Linked DNA regions of Sus scrofa: regions 2 and 3 are each linked to region 1. The links are chromatin contacts, called in public Hi-C and HiChIP or PLAC-seq maps. All regions are on one chromosome and are shown on one strand. Each heading gives the region's core, a stretch centred on a gene start, on an enhancer-like site or on the middle of the called end of the contact. The rest is flanking DNA. Distances are from core to core; before and after follow the strand shown. Region 1 holds the start of CNOT6 (CCR4-NOT transcription complex subunit 6). Region 2 holds the start of RASGEF1C (ras-GEF domain-containing family member 1C). Region 3 holds the start of MAPK9 (mitogen-activated protein kinase 9).

Region 1 (2,640 bases), core at 104-2,603:
TCATGTTGCCCTGCCCTTGTCCAGTGTCCTCTGACACTAGAGGACTGAGATGGCACTGTTGATTTCTTGGCAAATGGCAGGCAATGACCATTCCAAGGCCATGCTGGGGAGAAGCAAGCATAGAACTCAAACAGTTTTTGTCTCTTAATCTTTTCCTTGCCCTTCCAGCTCTTCTCTGCCCCAACAGAAGCCATCCATTTCCCACATCCTCTAGTCCAAGACAGCTGGGGGTGTGTGTGTGTGTCTCATTTTGTTGCTGAAATCCATTTGCCTCTCATTTCTTCGGAGCTGATTTTCCAGGAAGGAGCCAGGGGCTCATCCTAGTTTGCCATGGTGAGTAGACAGCTATTCCTTTCTCCTCACTGCCCTGCCCGTCCACATGCATCTCTAGTAGGTTTTAACAGTCTTGCCCAAGAATTTCCATTGTGGTAACAATCTTGACTAGTATCCATGGGGATGTGGGTTGGATCCCTGGGATCTGACATCGCGGTGAACTGCGGTGTGGGTTGTGGACTTGGCTAGGATCTGGCTTTGATGTGGCTGTGGCTCAGGTGGGTTGACCCCTAGCCTAGGAACTTTCATATGCTGCTGGTGCAGCTGTAAAAAGAAAAGCAAAACAAAACAGTCTTGACCCTAAGCTGTGCGCTTACTCAGAGCAGGCTAGAGCCTGATTTATCGCTTTGCCCTGGCCCCAGCACAGAGCCTGGACCACCAGCCAACTAATGTGCACCATCGATCAGCCCAGTCCTTTATCCTTTCATTTTCAATCACCACCTGATTTCCGAATACAGCTGCAGACTTTACTCCAAGCTAGGATCCCACCACCGGAACTGTCCCTCGATTTACTGGACTGAGTAATCATGAATGGCCTGAAACAGGCCACTAATTAGTTTTCTCTGCATAGCTGAGGGAGGAAGAATCATGCAACAGTTTACCACTGAAGTCTCGAATCAGCTTGTCCTTGTTTTCCATGTGACTGACAGGCGAAACGAAGAGTCGTAGACCAAGAAAAAAGAGGGAAGAGAGGAACAAGAGTGAACAGCTGGAGGGAAAAAAAACAAACAAACAAACAAACAAACAAAAAAAAAACCTAGCTGAAAAACGGAGGAGCCTTAAGAAATCAGGCGCTACCAGGCAGGAAATCCGTAGGAGAGCGGGAAGGGGAGAGGGAGGCCCGCCCCAAAGCGCGCTGGGTCGGCTCACTGCTTCCAGTGGCGGGGGGAGGGGTATGGGGGGCACGAGCGGGCGGGGCCTAGGAAAGCGGCGTGCGGAGAGAGACCTCCCCGGACGCTGAATGGTCGCACCCGGCGGCAGCAGCCAATGGGCGGCCGGGATGTTGGAGCGGCGGCGGCGGTCCGGGCGCTCGCTGGCTGGGGGACGGCGGCCGCCGCCATGATCTTGTTTGCTTTCAATGAAAACTAGGGGGGCGCGGAGGAGGAGGCGGCGGCGTCGGTGGCGGCGACGTCGGCGGCGCGGAGGCGAAGACAGCGGTGGGCGCAGTTAGGCGGGCGAGGCCGGAGGCTGGGAGGCCGGAGGGCGTAGTGGCGACCCGTCAGGGCGGCTGAGGCGGGCGGCTTAAGCGGTGGATTTCAGAGGGGAAACAAAGAGCGGCGACTGAGGCGGCAGAAGAGCGGCGGCGGCGGCGGCGCTGCAGCAGCGGGCGGGACTGGTATGGTGGTTCCACAGGTCAGACCCCGCTGCACTCATAGGGAGGAGGCGGCGGCAGCGGCGGAGGAAGGCGGCGCACCCCAAGAGGTGAGCGAGACGCACCCGAGGCCCGGCCAGGCGCTGCTCCCTGCACACGGATAGCGCACGGGCCCCGCTCGGTAGGACTGGAGCGCGGGGGGCTCGGGCCATAGGAACTTGAGTTTTGCGGGCAACAGGCCTGCAGCTTGGAGGAGCTGGCGGCTGTTGGGGGTCCCTAGACGCGCAGCTGTTGCGATCCCACGCCTCTTCAGGCCGCGCCCCCGCGCAGAGTAGGGGAGTGGGGGCGTTGATTGACGGCGGGGGCGCGCAGGGGGCGCCGAGGTTGGGGGATTCCCTGGGCCTAGACTCTGATTGTGGTCGTTCTAGGAGGAGACTTGGTGTCCAGGACTCTCGGCCAGGATGGGTGGCAACTTTGGAGAAGTGGGCTATGTGGGATTGCGCGGTGGAGTGTGGAACTTCGCAGTTAGGGTAAAGCGGGAAACCAACTGTTTACTCCTCCCCCAAATATATTTAAAACTCAGTTTGAGGAAAAAATTTTGAGGGGTAGGAATGACATGGTTAAAGAAGAACTTAGAACCAGATGAAAAGACATATAATACTGCTGAGGACTCAGAGATGGTTTTAAGTACTTGAAACAGTCTTTTCTGATAACTAGAATCATATCTCTCCTATTTATTTCTAAATCATTATTTTCTTTGGAAACCTTTGGCTCTTTTCCTCCTTCATCTTCCCCAAAGAGCCTGCTGATGAACACTTGTAACTTTTTCTTGAACTGTTACTGCAAATTACAGATTGTGAATGGTCATCTTGCTTGTTCTTTTTGGACTTCTTGTGTTAAGCTGACATTTAGTCTCCTTGAATATGAATTCCCATACTTACCTGTTTTCCACATGGATTGTCCCATTAGTGCTAGTGTGGAATCTTTTTGCCTCT
Region 2 (2,640 bases), core at 60-2,559, 210 kb before region 1:
GGGGGCCCGGAGCACACAGTAGGAGCTCAATGGATGCTCTAGACAAGTGAGCAGACAAACCCAGGCCTACCCTGGTTACCTGGAACAGTGGCTGGAATATGGCTTTTGAACCAGTCCTACCAAGGCTGAAACCCCGCTTTGCCACTTCATGGTCCTAAGACCTTGAACAAATCCTGTCACTTTTCTAAGCCTCAGTTACTTCAACTGTAAGATGGGACAAAGCACCTGCACCGTAGGAAAATCTTCTCTGACATCCGAAGCTCAGCAGAATGTCAGCCTTGGGGGCCCAGGAGGCAGGAGGGAGGGGGCAGGGGTGAGCCTCTCCACCACCCCATGCTGCCTTGTCTTTTCCACACTACTCCCCACGCTGAGCATGGGGCAGGGCCGGGAGCATCCCCTCTCCTCCTCCCCTCTAGGTCTCCCTTTCTCCACCTGAACACAGAGAGGAGTGGCCTACGGGTCCCCTGGCCCTGCCCACCGTCATTGAGTAAGGGCCACACCCGGAACCTGGAGCTGACCCACCATCCCTGCAGGCTCCCTGATCCTTTCCTCAGACCCATCCCAGCTTCAGAGACAACACCCTCTTCCCCCACGACCAAGGCCCTTTCCTTTCTTCACAAGCGCCCAGCACCTCAGCCTTGCTGTTCCCATTTCACAGCTCTGGAAACTGAGGTCTAGCGCGGAGGAGGCCTAGGGTCCAGGCTGGCTTTTCCTGCCACCCGAGCGCTGAAGAAGCTTGCTCTTCTGCTGAGCGCGCGCGCGCGCGCGCGGCAGAGCAGGTCTCTCGCAACCGCGGCCGGGGGGTGTGCCCTCCGCGGGTCCCCTCCCGGCCGCCACCCCGGCGTACGCACCCGCGCCCCTCGTAGTGCACACTCTCGCGCGCCCCGCCGCCCCTCCCGCTGTCCCTCCCGCCGTCCACCACCTCAGCCTCTCCGGCCCCGCACTCCGGCGCACCGCGGCTTCCCGCCCCGCCGCCGGCCGGCCACGCGCACTGTCACCCGCGCGCGCACCTGTGCCCTGGGTCAGCCCCGCGCGTCCCCGCGGAGCGGCCCGGACACCCGCTGTCCTGCCCGCCTTGCCGCCCCGCACCTCAGCGTCGCGACCTCCCTAGTACTCGCGCCCCGCCGCCGCCGCCGCCGCCGCAGCAGCCCCCTCCCCAGCTCCCTGGTCCGCAGCGTCCGTGTCCCGCCCGGCCGCGCCCCCACTCACCGGCTCCCGGCGCACAGAACCCCCGGGCCCGGCCCATGGGCAGCGCCTGCCGCGCCCCCTGCGAGCCGCGGCGCCGCGGACTCGGGCCGCTGCCCGCCGCCCGCAGCCTGCCGCCTGCGCCGCTCCCGGGCGCAGCGGCCGTGCGCTGGCGGCCGGTCCCGGAGCAGCGAGGTGCTGCGCCCCCTCGTGGCCATACGGGGAAGCACAGGGCGGGCGGGGCGCGGGGTGGAGCTGACGGAGCCCGGGCTGCGCGGGCCCCCTTCCCACTCCCTCCTGTGGCCTCCCATGCCCGAGGGGGCCCGGCTCACCAGGCTGCTCTACTGCAGGCCTCAGGGTCAAGGCCACACGTCCAGCGCTGCATTCCGGACCCTCCGCTGTGGCTCGCTTCCCACCCCCGTGCAGGGGGGCTCACTACAAGCATCAGATGCCCAGATCCCGCCTCCCTCACCCATGGATCTTGCTGGACTCTGCACCTGAACTGCCCCCCACCCCCGCCGCCCCGACTCCTTCGCCTGGAAAACCTCTGGCACCCTAAAACCTGGTTCATCTCTTTTTCCCCAAGGCTGGGCCCTTGGCCGCTCCTTTGGACTCTCCTCCTTCTGCAATGGCCACTGAACTGTGGTTTTCCTGTGCCCCGGTGTCTGGTGTGTACAACGTGGGCATCAAGGGGGCATAGAAGACTGGGATGGTGGGTCACCATTGTGAAGACACTGAGATGCTAGGAGGAAAAGAGTGTGCTATTTCACTTTTAGAATGGGCGAGGGGGCCCGAACAGGATGGGTGACCTTCCTCAGCTGGCTCCACCTGGACATTGAAAGTCTCCTGGTTTGTTCCAGTGTAGAGATCAGGACATCTGTTCTCTGTTTCAGTCAGGACCTGCTTTGAGGGGATGTGACAGGTTACCCAACCCAACTAGCTTAAGCAAAAATAATTTATTGGCTCATGAAGGCTTAAAAGCCAAAGTATGTTGCTTTCAGGAATAGTTAGATCCAGGTGCTTAAACATTATGAATAGGAATCCACTTCTCCCATCTCTCAGACCCCCAGCTGCCCTGAGTTGACACCCTCAGAAAGAGCACTCCTGACTGATAGATCCGAGAGAGCCCAGAGCTGCCACACAGGCTCTGAGGAGGCCAGCTCAGGTCATTTCCACAGACCTGGAGAATGAGGGTTACAGGTCTAGATGTTGCCTCCTGGAGCAGGGGATGAAGTTAGCCCTTGTGCCAACCCTGAGGAGAGAGGAGGGTGCTGCTCTAGTATGCCCCAAGGGATGTTTCCAGAGGATTGAACAAATAAAACAGCAAGAGTCCAGCTCATATCTTGCACTGTTGGGAAACTGAGGCCTGGAGCAAGCATCTGCCTGGGGCACATTGGGCTAGTGGGTGGCACATTGGACAGGAAGGCAGTGGAACCTTGGGACAGGGCCAGGGCC
Region 3 (2,640 bases), core at 75-2,574, 140 kb before region 1:
TTTGCATACAAGTTTCACAAGTTAGTCAGAAGTCACTAAATGAACAGAGGCAACAGGTGGGCAGGGTCATTCATTCATTCATTGAACTGGTATTACTAAGTACTTACTGTGTGCTTTCTAAGCACTGGGATAAAGCAGTGGACAAATCAGACAACTACCTGTTTTCATAAAGCTACATCCTAGTGGGAGAGACAGAAAATAAACAGGCAAATCAATAGAATAGCTTTAAACCAGATACTAAGGGGAAAATTAAACAACATGAGATAGAATGACTAAGGGAAGAAAGAGGGTGGTCAAGGAAGGCCTCTAGTAAAATGAGACATCTGACCAGAAGAAGGACCAGAAGGAGCCAGCCGTGCCAAGAGCCCAGAGACAACGCCAATTGCTGGAAAGAGCCAGTGCAAAGGTCCTGAGATAAACAGGGCTGCCTGTTTACAGCAAGTAAGACAGGTAGGCTAAGAGAGCAGTGCTCTGGGTTAGGGGAGTGGGGAGAGCTGGGGGGGGGGTGGGCAGGGCCCGCTCAGGCGTTGCTGGGCATGAGTGTGCAATGACGAGGCACTGGAGGAGCTAGAGGATGGGGGCCTCTGGGCAGAAGGGGCGGGGGGGGGGGGGGTCTTGCCACACTCGCACCAGCAAGGGGCAGTATCCCGCCCAATTTTCCCCAAATGTGCAATGAGCTCTTCCCCAGGCGCTTTTACAAATATTCATATGGTCTGACAACAATCCTGTCCAAAAGGATAGACATTTCCCCCACTTTCCGAGAGAAAAAACAAGGAATAGCGAGGGTCAATGCCTTTGCCAAGGTCGCAGGAACCAGACCCCGGGTTCTGAGCATCCCAAAGCGGGTGTGCAGCTGCGTGCCAAACAATCGGGAGGGGTGGCGCCTACAGACCCTAAGGCAGGTCGGCCGAGGCCAGACCTGGGAGCGGGCCCTCAGCTCCCGGCTGCAACAGCCAGGAAGACAGGGGGCTGCGACTAGGGTCGCCAGAATCCAGCAGAACCCGGTTGGCTCCTCAGAACTGGTCAGCCGGCCCCGCGACACCCAACTCCCCACCCCGCCCTCCACTCCTCCACGGACCCTGGCTGCGCGGCCCTCCTGCCGCCCCCCCCAGGCAGGGCTTGGCCCAAGCAGTCCCCGCCGGGCCTAGCCCGCCCGCCGGGCTCACCTCGCCTCCCTGCCGCCGCGCCTGGGGGAGAGGGCAGGCGGGCGGACTGGCGGCGCTGCGCGCTGGCGGGTCGTGGCTCGCGGCTCGCGGCTCCGCTGCCCTGGGCTCGGCCAGCCGCCCCGCCCCGCTCCGCTCCGCCACGCCGCCGCCGCCGCCGCCGCCGCCGCCACTAGCCGCCGCCGCAGTGGGTGTGAGGGGCGCCGGGGCGCTCGGACCCTTCCGGTCTGGCTCCAGCCTCCTCCGCCGCCGCCGCTGCCGCCGCCGCGGCGCCCAGCCTGACAGACCCGCGTGAAGACCAATCAGCTCGCGGTAAGCCTGGCAAGCGCGGCCAATCGCGCTGAGGAGGGGGGGCTACCGTCAGGAGGCGCAGGCGGGGCGGCGGGCGGAGCCAGGCCACTCAGTGCCGGTTTCTGCGGGGACCCGGGCTCCGCGGCCGTACTGCAGGTTGGGTCCGCGCTTGGTGGACTCAGGCACGGCCCTGCGCGCCAGCTGAGTTCGTTGTTGCGCACGGGGGCCAGCAGCGCGGCGGCCGAACAAGGAGGCGGGAGGCGGTGGAGAGGGCAGGCCGGTAGGACGGAGGGCCTGGCCACCGGGCTGCAGGTGCAGACTGGCAGGGACGAGTTGGCCTGGAGGAAGACGGAGCTGGCCCTTTTCGGGGAGAGCCCTCTTCGGGGAGAGCCCGGGGCGAGGGCGAGGAGAAGCTGGGATTTTGCATCCAGGGCCAGGTGGCTGAGGCAGAGGCGGCCAGGGAGTCGGGAGGCGAGATAGGGTCCTTGGATTCCGCTGCTCACTGTGAAGGGGTTTGGAGGAATGCTTCCAGAAGTCGGGGAGGAGGATGCGAGGAGACGGCCGTGTGTAAACAAGTGTCGCGGGCAGATCTGTGACACAGGCGAAGAGAAAACTGGCTGGGGCGCCTGAAGCAAAGGTCAAGCCTCTGTCTCAGAGAATGGCAGAGTTGTAAATGGGAAGAGAGTGCAGAGCTGACGGCCCCCTAGGGCCTGGGGGCTTTTGACACTGACCTCTTGAAGCATCTCCTGCAGCCCTCTTGCCTCTGGGTCGGGTTCCAGCAGGTCTGGAGTCCTGTGAAATGATGGGAGAGACCAGAGTATTGAGTGTTGTTGGATCTGTGTTTGGATAAACAAAGCCAGAAATGAGACAAGAAGGCTGTGCACATTGGAAAAAAGCTCAGAGGTCCGTGGATGGGGTGAGGGGAATTGGACTTTGGGGTGGGGAGAGTGTTGGACTGTGAAGGAGGGACAGCCCTCACAGGTGACCAGGACTACAGGTGACCAGGACAGAGGCCAAACCGGGAGGAAGGAGCAGGATTCTGCAGTGGAAGAGGTTAAGGGGTGGGGTGGCAGAATTTGGAGAGAGTGGCAAGCCTGTGACCCAGGGCCAGGCTGGGGGTACCAGGGCCTCAGAAGAGGGGTAGGATGGAGGAAGGGATCCAGCTATGGTGTCCCCCTCAGGCCAC

The links. Hi-C and Micro-C count contacts between places; a contact is called where the count stands out from the background. HiChIP or PLAC-seq counts read pairs in DNA pulled down with a chosen protein or histone mark.
Region 2: a contact with region 1 is called in a Hi-C map of embryonic fibroblasts, with 2.3 times the contacts expected there. The contact joins the promoter of RASGEF1C here to the promoter of CNOT6 in region 1. A contact is called at or near these places in 1 of 5 promoter capture datasets (fetal skeletal muscle), 5 of 47 Hi-C or Micro-C datasets (alveolar macrophages, embryonic fibroblasts, fibroblasts and 1 more) and 1 of 2 datasets of contacts at active chromatin or transcription factors (skeletal muscle).
Region 3: an H3K27ac HiChIP or PLAC-seq map of skeletal muscle shows a contact between it and region 1, with 2.0 times the contacts expected there. The contact joins the promoter of MAPK9 here to the promoter of CNOT6 in region 1. A contact is called at or near these places in 2 of 2 datasets of contacts at active chromatin or transcription factors (alveolar macrophages and skeletal muscle).

Annotation. Positions count from the first base shown.
Region 1 is chr2:78,201,226-78,203,865 of Sscrofa11.1, reverse strand. CNOT6 (CCR4-NOT transcription complex subunit 6) reads left to right here and starts at 1,353. Exons shown (of 12, transcript XM_013994856.2): 1 at 1,353-1,755.
Region 2 is chr2:78,413,530-78,416,169 of Sscrofa11.1, reverse strand. RASGEF1C (ras-GEF domain-containing family member 1C) reads right to left here and starts at 1,309. Exons shown (of 14, transcript XM_021084319.1): 1 at 1,210-1,309.
Region 3 is chr2:78,337,150-78,339,789 of Sscrofa11.1, reverse strand. MAPK9 (mitogen-activated protein kinase 9) reads right to left here and starts at 1,324. Exons shown (of 12, transcript XM_005661441.3): 1 at 1,167-1,324.